Regions from separate parts of the Sus scrofa genome. Here region 1 is linked to region 2. Evidence: chromatin contacts called from public HiChIP or PLAC-seq data. All regions are on one chromosome and are shown on one strand. Each heading gives the region's core, a stretch centred on a gene start, on an enhancer-like site or on the middle of the called end of the contact. The rest is flanking DNA. Distances are from core to core; before and after follow the strand shown.

Region 1 (4,602 bases), core at 907-3,406, 65 kb after region 2:
TCTCCGGGCTGCCAGGGCCACCAGAGGGCGCGGTCTGAGCCTTCGGGCGCCAAGGGATTAGGCGTGTCGCCGGTCTGGAGTCTGACCCCTCTCATCTCCCAGCTCAAGCTCCAGCTCCCTCTGGGGCAGGCCTGCAGACAGATGGCTTGGCGCTCCAGGTACCGGGCCGTCAGGATGCCAGGTCTCCCCTCCCATCCCCCCAAATGGGAAGTGGATTCTGCGACATCGACTCCATGGTCTTCCTGGAGTGGGACCCCTCTGGTGATGTCTAATGCCCCTCTACCCTGGGTAGGCCACCAGCCCCTGCCAAGATGGGCCCCTGGCCTCCTCCGTGCCACTCGCCCCCCCTTGTCCCCAGGGGAAAGTGTCTTCTAATTGGGCCAGGCAGCCAGGTTGGGACATGAGTCACCACAACAGCTGCAGGGGTCACAGACAGGAACCTGACCCCCCCCAACACCCCCCCCAACCCACCTTGGGCTCTCAGGACAGGGAGGGCAGAACACCTGATCCCAGTTGAGGATTGATTCTGTCTGGATTCAGAACCAAGATAGGTCAGTCTTGGGGTCACTGACCCCATGCACACCCCGAGGCACAGCTAAGGACAGTCCTGGTGCCAGCCCCCTCCATATTATCCATGAGATCATTTAAGCAAACCCTGAATGCCAGCTGGCCTCCCGGGCACTGCCCAGTGCCAGAGGATTGGACACGGAGGCCAGTTCGGCACAGCAGTCACCATAAGGAAGGGGGATTGAACGGCCACCCTGTTTACAGTTCTGTCCCTGCCACACTCCCCCACACAAGCGTGGGCGACCCACTAGCTCTGCCACATTTAGCCGAGATGCAGGGCCGGTTCCCAGAAGTGAGCAGGGGGACACCAGTGGGTAGGCCCCACAACCACAAGGACAGAGACAAAGTCTGGCAGGTGACTGAGCATTTATTGCAGCGCTAACAGAGGGTGCTGGGGGCTCCATTTGGCCTCTGCCCTCCTCACGTCCCCCTCCCTCGGGTCTTCTCCAAGCCTCCTTCCCAGCGCATTCCAGATCCTCTCTCACTTTTTTCTCATTGTTCTCCGAAGCTGAAATCTGTTCGGGGCCCACCCTTCTTAGGGGCCTCTTGCCCTCACCCGTACCTTTTGTCCTCCCTCCTAGGGCTGGGGGTGCTTGGCTGGGCTGGCCCCCAGCTCTCCACCCTGAGTGCCCGCTGTCTTTGCTCCCTTCCCCTTGGAAACTCAGGAGACCCAGGCATCCCGGCCTCTGGCTCCCTCCTCCCCTAGCCCCCAACTCTGGGCAAACTACAAAGCATCCATGGCCAGCAGCTCCCCTCCGTGGTCCTAGCCAGGAAGGGCCCAGTCCAGGGCAGGCACAGTGGAGCCCGAGTCACCGTCCCTCTCAGCCTCTCTGTGCTTCCTGGGACATGGAACGAGACAGGGAGCGACGAAGGGCGCCAGGCTTGCTGACAGGCACCACAGGGGGCAGCTGCTTGGTGATCTCGGCCACGTCCTGGCGGTCCAGACACTGGCCACCCAGGGCTGTTTCCAGCGCCAGCAGCTCCCGCAGCTGGATGGGGGTCTCCTCGCGCTCCTCCTTGGCGGCGCCCACTTTGGCAGGGGTGAAGATGGGCAGCGGCAGCACCCGCTGGTAGGGCAGCTGGTACTCCTGCAGGCCACGGCCTAGGATGCCCATTCGCATCACCAGCCAGGGGGATCGCTGCACCAGCGCCTGGCACTGCCCCTGTTGGTGGTAGGTCTCACGCCGCTCGGCATCCTCCTCGTGCAGAGAGCAACTGGGAAGAAGAAGGCCGGGGTGGGGGGAACACTGAAGTCCTAAAAGCTGTTGCCCTGCAGTCTCGGCCTGGGTGGCGGGGCTCCCTCGGGCTGCCGGGACCTGGGGTGCAGTGGGGGCGACTCCACCTTGCTCTCCCTGGGGAGCACTCTCTTTGCCCCCCCCCCCCCCACGCTCCTCCTGGGCTTTGTGCTCTGTCCTCTTAAGGCTCAGGGACAGTGCTCTAGGGGAGGAGAGGGACCCCCAGGAGGGGAGGAAGCACTCACCCCTCCTCCGGCCGCGTGGACAGCGTCAGATCCTTCCACTCGGCCCAGAAGGCCTCTCGGCGCTCACAGTTCTCCTCGGACACCTGGCAGCTCAGCTCTGAAGTGGCCATGATGACCGCTGGCTTGCTCTGGGCTCTGCTCCTCCCAGGCCCTTTAAATAGCCCCCTCCTCCCCCTCCTCCAGGGGCTATTTTCAGCCCCTCTGGCGTCAGATGCTATAAGCAGAGCCAATACTCACTGATGGGGGGACTCTGGGCCCAGGGCGGGGGTTGGGGTCTCCGGACTCTGGCTGACCTCAGGTCAGAGGTCAGCTTCTGAAGAGATCGAGGTGCTCCGGTGGGGGCGGGGGTCCTCGGAGTGACACCTCCAGGTGTCTGACACTCTTTAGACACTGTCTGGGACCAGGCACATGCCCAGCCTCGTGCCACCTTGGCACATGCCTTCCGCCCCACCCCTTCCCCCTCGCCCAGGGAGGACAGCGGCTTGTCTGTAAACAGCAGGGACCGAGGCCCCCTCTGGGCTCTGTACCAGGCCATCAGGTGCTGTCCCCACTGCTCTCCTCTGCCTGCCTGGAGTCAAGGGCACCCCCCCAACTGTGCCCCTCAGCAAGGGACAGTGCTGCCACGTCCTCAGGCGCCTGCACCCAGAGGTCTGGTCCCTGACCAGCAGGGGTACTGGAAGTTAATGTCGCACGTGGGATCTGGGACACAAACCTTTGCTGGGTGTTTTCCTCTTCTGGGTCCAGTGGCCAGAGGTGCAGCCTCCCGAGTCAGGCCAGTGGGGGTGGAGGGAGCACAGTGGGTGTTGGCCCCCCTCCCCTGACACCTCAAGTGGGGCGAGACAAGAATCCAGGGGCTCCAAGGAGCAGCAATCAGATCTGACTCTAGCCCCACATCAGCCACAAATAGGCTGTGTGACTACGCGCCCCTCTCTGGGCCTCATTTTCCCCATTTTCTGGTCACAGCCGCTTCACCAGAAGAGCTCTTACCAGCTCCAAGGTGCCGCCTGGGAAGGACCTGGCTCTCATGCCCAGGGAGCAGGCCGGTAGGAGGGCTGTGGGGACAGCCCAGCATCGAGGGCGGCAGCTCATGCTGCAAAAAGCTTGCACCCAGGGTGAAGGGCACGGGGGAGGGGGAATGAGGGCGTCCCTGAGCAGACAAAGCAAAGGGCACCGAGAGAGGGAGGGACAGGAGCTGGGAGGAGAACCCAGCACTAAGGTCCGTGGGCCCCGCCTGGGGCGGAACAGCAGCCTCTGGATTACTGAGGCGCTGCACCTGATTCCTGGTCTCTTTATAAGGCAGGAAATGAAGGCTCAGCGAGGTAGATTCACGCAGGGTCACAGGCCTGGCCAGGGCCAAGGGGGTTCGGCTCTAAGCAAGTCAGCCCCTCCGGAAGCCTGCAGGCACAGGGCGGGGAGGGCCGCTCTCCTGGTGGCCCCAGGGAGGTGGAGCAGAGAAGGTGGGCAAGTGAGCCCAGAGGCTGGGACCCAGACGTGCCTCAGGGACTGGAAAGTCCGGGGCCCCAGCTCCTCCTCCCAAGCCTGAGCTGGAGACCTTAACTTGACCTTCCCTCCCAGGAGACCAGGCGGGGAGGCAGGGACTTTTTCTCTGACCAGTCATCTGCCCGAACTAATTTAAAAAGTTGGAGGTGAGGGGTGGGGTTCCAGAAACTGGGTCCCCAGTGGCTCCATCCTCCTCCTGGCTCTGGCAGGGGGTGAGAGGGCGTGTGATGTGTTGGCTCTGGCAGCGGCTCCTTCCCCACCATCATGGTTGAGGTCATGGTTGTTTTTTTTTTTTTTTTTTTTTTTGTCTTTTTGCCATTTTCTGGCTACGCCAGAGCCACAGCAACACGGGATCCGAGCCGCGTCTGCAACCTACACCACAGCTCACAGCAACGCCGGATCGTTAACCCACTGAGCAAGGCCAGGGATCGAACCCGCAACCTCATGGTTCCTAGTCAGGTTCGTTAACCACTGCGCCACGACGGGAACTCCCTCCTGGTTGGTTTTTGTGGCCATGCCCACGGCTTGTGGAAGTTTCTGGCCCAGGGATCAAACCCACACCACAGCAACAACCCGGGTCAGAGCAGTGACAACGCCAGATTCTCAACCCACTAAGACACCCGGGAACTCCAAGTTCGTATTTTTAATTGGCTCAAATGACAAAGGTCCCCAGGGAGGCCCTGGGCGGGGGAGGTGACCTGGAGAGAACCTGGGAGAACAGGTCCCCTGCCAGCACCCACTTCTCCCACCTGCCACCTGTACCCCGACACGTCCAAGTGGAAAAAGGTCCCAGACCCTTTAAATAATCCTAAAAAACCACTGATGAGAGCAGACAGATGGAGGGGCTCTGGCACCTTCACACTGGTGATGAGGCTCCCTGACCCCCGTCCTGCCCAGGGTCCTGGCCCTCCCCAACCGTGTCTGAGGCTTCCATTCCAGACCCTGCCCCTGGCCACGTAGGGGACAGTGGAACTCCTCCTCCAGGACTATGGCAGGGACGCCGTGTAAACGTCAGCAGGATAGTCCACACTCGCGTCAGCAGCGGAGTCCAGACG
Region 2 (4,409 bases), core at 1,683-4,182:
ATATGGGAGTTCCCATGTGGCTCAGTGGTAACAAACTCAACTAGTATCCATGAAGATGCAGGTTCGATCCCTGGCCTTGCTCAGTGGGTAAAGGATCCGGCATTGCCGTGAGCTGTGGTGTAAGTGGCAGACACGGCTCTGATCCTACTTGGCTGTGGCTATGGCTGTGGCCGGCAACTGTGGCTCCAATTCGACCCCTAGCCTGAGAACTTCTGTATGCTGTGAGTGCAGCCCTAAAAAAAAAAAAATTATGTATGAATTTTTTTTTCCTTTTTCTTTTTACACTGCTACAGTTCTTGCAGCAGCACTGGATCAACGCACTGAGCAAGGCCAGGGATCGAACCCCCATCCTCACAGAGACAGCATCTGGTCCTTAATCCAGTGAGACACAATGGGAACTCCTGAATTTCTTAAATAAAAGCAACAATAACAAAGAATAGATTTATAGATCAAAGGAATCAAGAATCCACGTAAAAACCCTTACATTTCTGGTCAGTTGATATTTTTACAAAGGTGCCAAGATAGTTCAATAGGGGAAAGGATAGTCTTTTTTTTTTTTTTTTTTTTTTTGCTTTTTGCTATTTCTTGGGCCGCTCCCGCGGCATGTGGAGGTTCCCAGGCTAGGGGTTGAATCAGAGCTGTAGCCGCTGGCCTACGCCAGAGCCACAGCAACTCGGGATCCAAGCCGTGTCTGCAACCTACACCACAGCTCACGGCAACGCCGGATCGTTAACCCACTGAGCAAGGGCAGGGACCGAACCCACAACCTCATGGTTCCCAGTCGGATTCGTTAACCACTGTGCCACAACGGGAACTCCAGGATAATCTTTTTGATAGTTGCTCTGGGACAATTTGTATTTATTTCTTTATTTGCCTTTTTAAGGCCTCACCAAGGCATTTGGAAGTTCCCAGGCTAGGGGTCGAATTGGAGCCACAGCTGCCGGCCTACACCACAGCCACAGGGACACCAGATGTGAGATGCATCCTATGCCACAGCTTGCAGCAACATTGGATCCTCAATCCGCTGATCGATCGAGGCCAGGGGTCAAACCCACAGCCTCATGGATACTAGTCGGGTTCTTACCCTGCTGAGCCACAGTGGGAACTCTGGTTCTGTGACAATTGTCTATCCTTGTGCTAAAAGATGAATTGAGATCCTTGCCTCACACAACGTACAAGTGTTAACTCAAAACTGATTACAGACCTAAATGTAAAAGCTAAAACTATAAAACTTCGGGAAGAAACTATGGGAGAAAATAATCTTGACCTTTGGTTAGGCAGAGATCTCAGATATAAGAGCAAAATCACAAATGACAAAAGAAAATAATTGGTAAATTATATTTCATCAAAATTAAAATTTGGGGGGAAGTTCCCATCGTGGTGCAGTGGAAACAAATCCAACTAGGAACCATGAGGTTTCGGGTTTGATCCCTGGCCTCCTTTAGTGGGTCAAGGATCTGGCGTTGCTGTGAGCTGTGGTGTAGGTCACAGACACGGCGCGGATCTGGCATTGCTGTGGTTGTGGTGTAGGCCGGCGGCAACAGCTCCAATTAGACCCCTAACCTAGGACCTCCATATGCCAAAGGGGCAGCCCTAAAAAAAAAAAAAAAGAAAAAAGAAAAGAAAGAAAGAAATCTTGTGAAAAATGGAGGAAAATGTTTGCAAATCATAATCTGACTAGGGACTTGGTATCTAGAATAGAGTTGACCTTTGAACAATGCAGAGGTTAGGGGTGCCGACAACCCTTGAGCTGTAGAAAATCTAAGTATAACTTCACAGTCAGCCCTTCCTATCCATGGTTTCCATCTTCAGGTTCAACTAACCTTGGATTATGTATTATGTATTTATTGAAAAAAATCCATGCATAAGTGCTGCATGGTTCAATGTTGTATTGTTCAAGGGTCAAAGGTATATAAAGAACACTTACAAATCAATACTAAACCCACTGAGCGAGGCCGGGGATCGAACCCACACTCTCATAAATGCTAGTTGTATTTGTTTCTGCTGCGCCACAACGGGAACTCCAAAAAAGAATGGTTTAAAGAAATGCTAGGTTTGGTAACCTGTAAGGATGTCCCCAGGGAGAGAAGAGACAGAGAGTCAGCCTCCATTTCAAAAACTGCAAAATGGAAATAAAGAAGCCAGCTCTTTATTTATTTATTGTCTTTTTTAGGGTCACACCTGCAGCATTTGGAGGTTCCCAGGCTAGGGGTCGAATCGGAGCTGTAGCCGCTGGCCTACGCCAGAGCCACAGCTGCAGGGGATCTGAGCCCTGTCTTCGACCTACACCACAGCTCACAACACCGGATCCTTAACCCACTGAGCGAGGCCAGGGATTGAACTGGAGTCCTCGTGGATGCTAGTTCGCTAACCGCTGAGTCAGGACGGGAACTCCCTTCTCAGTCCCCCCGCCCCCAGCTCTTTATTGCGAAGCAAGGAGGAGACGGGAGGTGAACGTGAACGTGATGGCAGCATAGAGCCTACAGAATGGGAGGCTCAGAGCCTCAGGTTTTCGAAGGCAGGAGAGTGGTAGCGATTGCCCAGACTGTGCCTGCAGTCTAGCGCTTAAGAGTCAGAAGTACGTGACCGTGTAACTATTGAGTGGTTTAAAATGCCATCAGCATGTTAGCGAGAAATGGCAACTGTTCTATCGCATCAGCCAAACCCAGGCTCTGGGTCCGCTTGCCCCACTTTCCCTTCCTTTTGTAAACTGGAGAGCGTTTTGCAGTCTAAGACATTTCATTAGATTAAATAAGACCGTGAAGTCCAGCAGACACCAGGTGCACGGCAAGTTAGGCCCTCTGATAGCCCGGGAGCAGGAAAGTGGTCTGGACCCACCTGCCCTTCAAGCTGGCGATGGGGTCAAAACGTAGCAGCCGCCGTGGCCTGCAGGGGGCGCCCAGACGTAAGGAGCGGCCCCGTCCGGCGGCCCCGCCCCGTCACGTGCCCGCGGCGTCTCGTCATACCCGGAAGCAGCGGCAGAGGGGAGCCGGCGGCAAGGCAATGAGCGGGGAGACAGGGCCGACATCCGTAGCGCCCCCTCCCGGGGAGATCGAACCGGGCAGTGGGGTCCGCATCGTGGTTGAGTACTGGTGAGCGGCTCCGGCCAGTGCGAGGATTCGGGCTGAACGAGGGTGGGTCCACTGGAGTAACCTTTCCCGAAATCCAAGTGGACCCCAGGTGTCTTCTCCCTAGTGAACCCTGCGGCTTCGAAGCGACCTACCTGGAGCTGGCGAGTGCCGTGAAGGAGCAGTATCCGGGCATCGAGATCGAGTCGCGCCTGGGGGGCACAGGTGAGGCCGCAGAACACCTGCTGAGTCAGTGTTCTAAATCCCAGCTCTACCACTTTCTGGCTCTGGCATTGGCTGTTTTGAGGTTTTTTTTTTTTTTTTTTTTTTTCTTTTTTGTCTTTTTAGGACCGCACCCACAGCATATGGAGGTTCCCAAGCTAGGGGTCGATTCGGAGCTGTAGCAGCCAGCTTACACCACAGCCACAGCAACGCAGGATACAAGCCACGTCTGCAACCTACACCACAGCTCATGGCAACGCTGGATCCTTAACCCACTGATCGAGGCCAGAGATCAAACCCGCATCCTCCTGGATGCTAGTAGTGTTCGTTAACCACTGAGCCACAACGGGAACTCTGTATTGGCTGTTTCACATCGTGTACAGTAGTGAGTGGCACATAGTAAAACGGCCAACCAACGTAAGGCCCCTACCTGGTGAGGCGGGTCACAGATGAAGCCTGTTGGGGAAAACGGATGAGACTGAAGTGCAGAGTTGGAGGGGAGGGAACCTTTTATTGAGTTATGAGGCTGAGTTCAAGGGAAAGATACACTGAGACGCCTCCATTATTAGGTTCCTCTGGCTTTGATACAGGGTTGGCAAATGGCTTTCTAGAGTCCTCATGGGGCCAGCGAGGGACAAGAAAGAGCCGGTGTTAAATCTAAGAGTGGGGAGGGCCCCACTTTGGAGGGCTTCCCCTGACTCTTACCTGTTCTCAGCATCCAGTTCATTCATCCGTTTGTTTAATACCAGGGGCCTTTGAGATCGAAATCAATGGACAGCTGGTGTTCTCCAAGCTGGAGAATGGGGGCTTTCCTTACGAGAAAGATGTGAGTACTTGCAATGCTGGGAAGATCCCCGGCTCGCCCTGCCCCCACAACGAATGCATCATCCCATTCCCTGTCTCTGCCTTCTAGCTCATTGAGGCCATCCGAAGAGCCAGTAACGGAGAACCCCTAGAAAAGATTACCAATAGCCGCCCTCCCTGCGTCATCCTGTGACTACATGTGTTTCTAGGTTCCTGCTCTTTTGGGATCCAAGCCTTGGTTGCCCCTTTGGTCCTGCTGAGGGCTCCCCACTGCCTCTTTCACCTCACTTAGCTCCTGGTAACTAAGAGACCCTG

Evidence for each region. HiChIP or PLAC-seq counts read pairs in DNA pulled down with a chosen protein or histone mark.
Region 1: an H3K27ac HiChIP or PLAC-seq map of skeletal muscle shows a contact between it and region 2. The contact joins the promoter of TCAP here to the promoter of MIEN1 in region 2. A contact is called at or near these places in 5 of 47 Hi-C or Micro-C datasets (blood, embryonic fibroblasts, heart right ventricle and 1 more) and 1 of 2 datasets of contacts at active chromatin or transcription factors (skeletal muscle).

Annotation. Positions count from the first base shown.
Region 1 is chr12:22,650,748-22,655,349 of Sscrofa11.1, forward strand. It overlaps TCAP (titin-cap (telethonin)), which reads right to left and starts at 2,157. Exons shown (of 2, transcript NM_001145754.1): 1 at 2,048-2,157; 2 at 919-1,782. The coding sequence starts at 2,157. The coding sequence ends at 1,389. STARD3 (StAR related lipid transfer domain containing 3) reads right to left here. Exons shown (of 15, transcript NM_001143725.1): 15 at 4,176-4,602. It also overlaps a transcript of PNMT not described here.
Region 2 is chr12:22,585,262-22,589,670 of Sscrofa11.1, forward strand. It overlaps MIEN1 (migration and invasion enhancer 1), which reads left to right and starts at 2,933. Exons shown (of 4, transcript XM_003131517.5): 1 at 2,933-3,092; 2 at 3,196-3,293; 3 at 4,040-4,116; 4 at 4,204-4,409. The coding sequence starts at 3,004. The coding sequence ends at 4,287.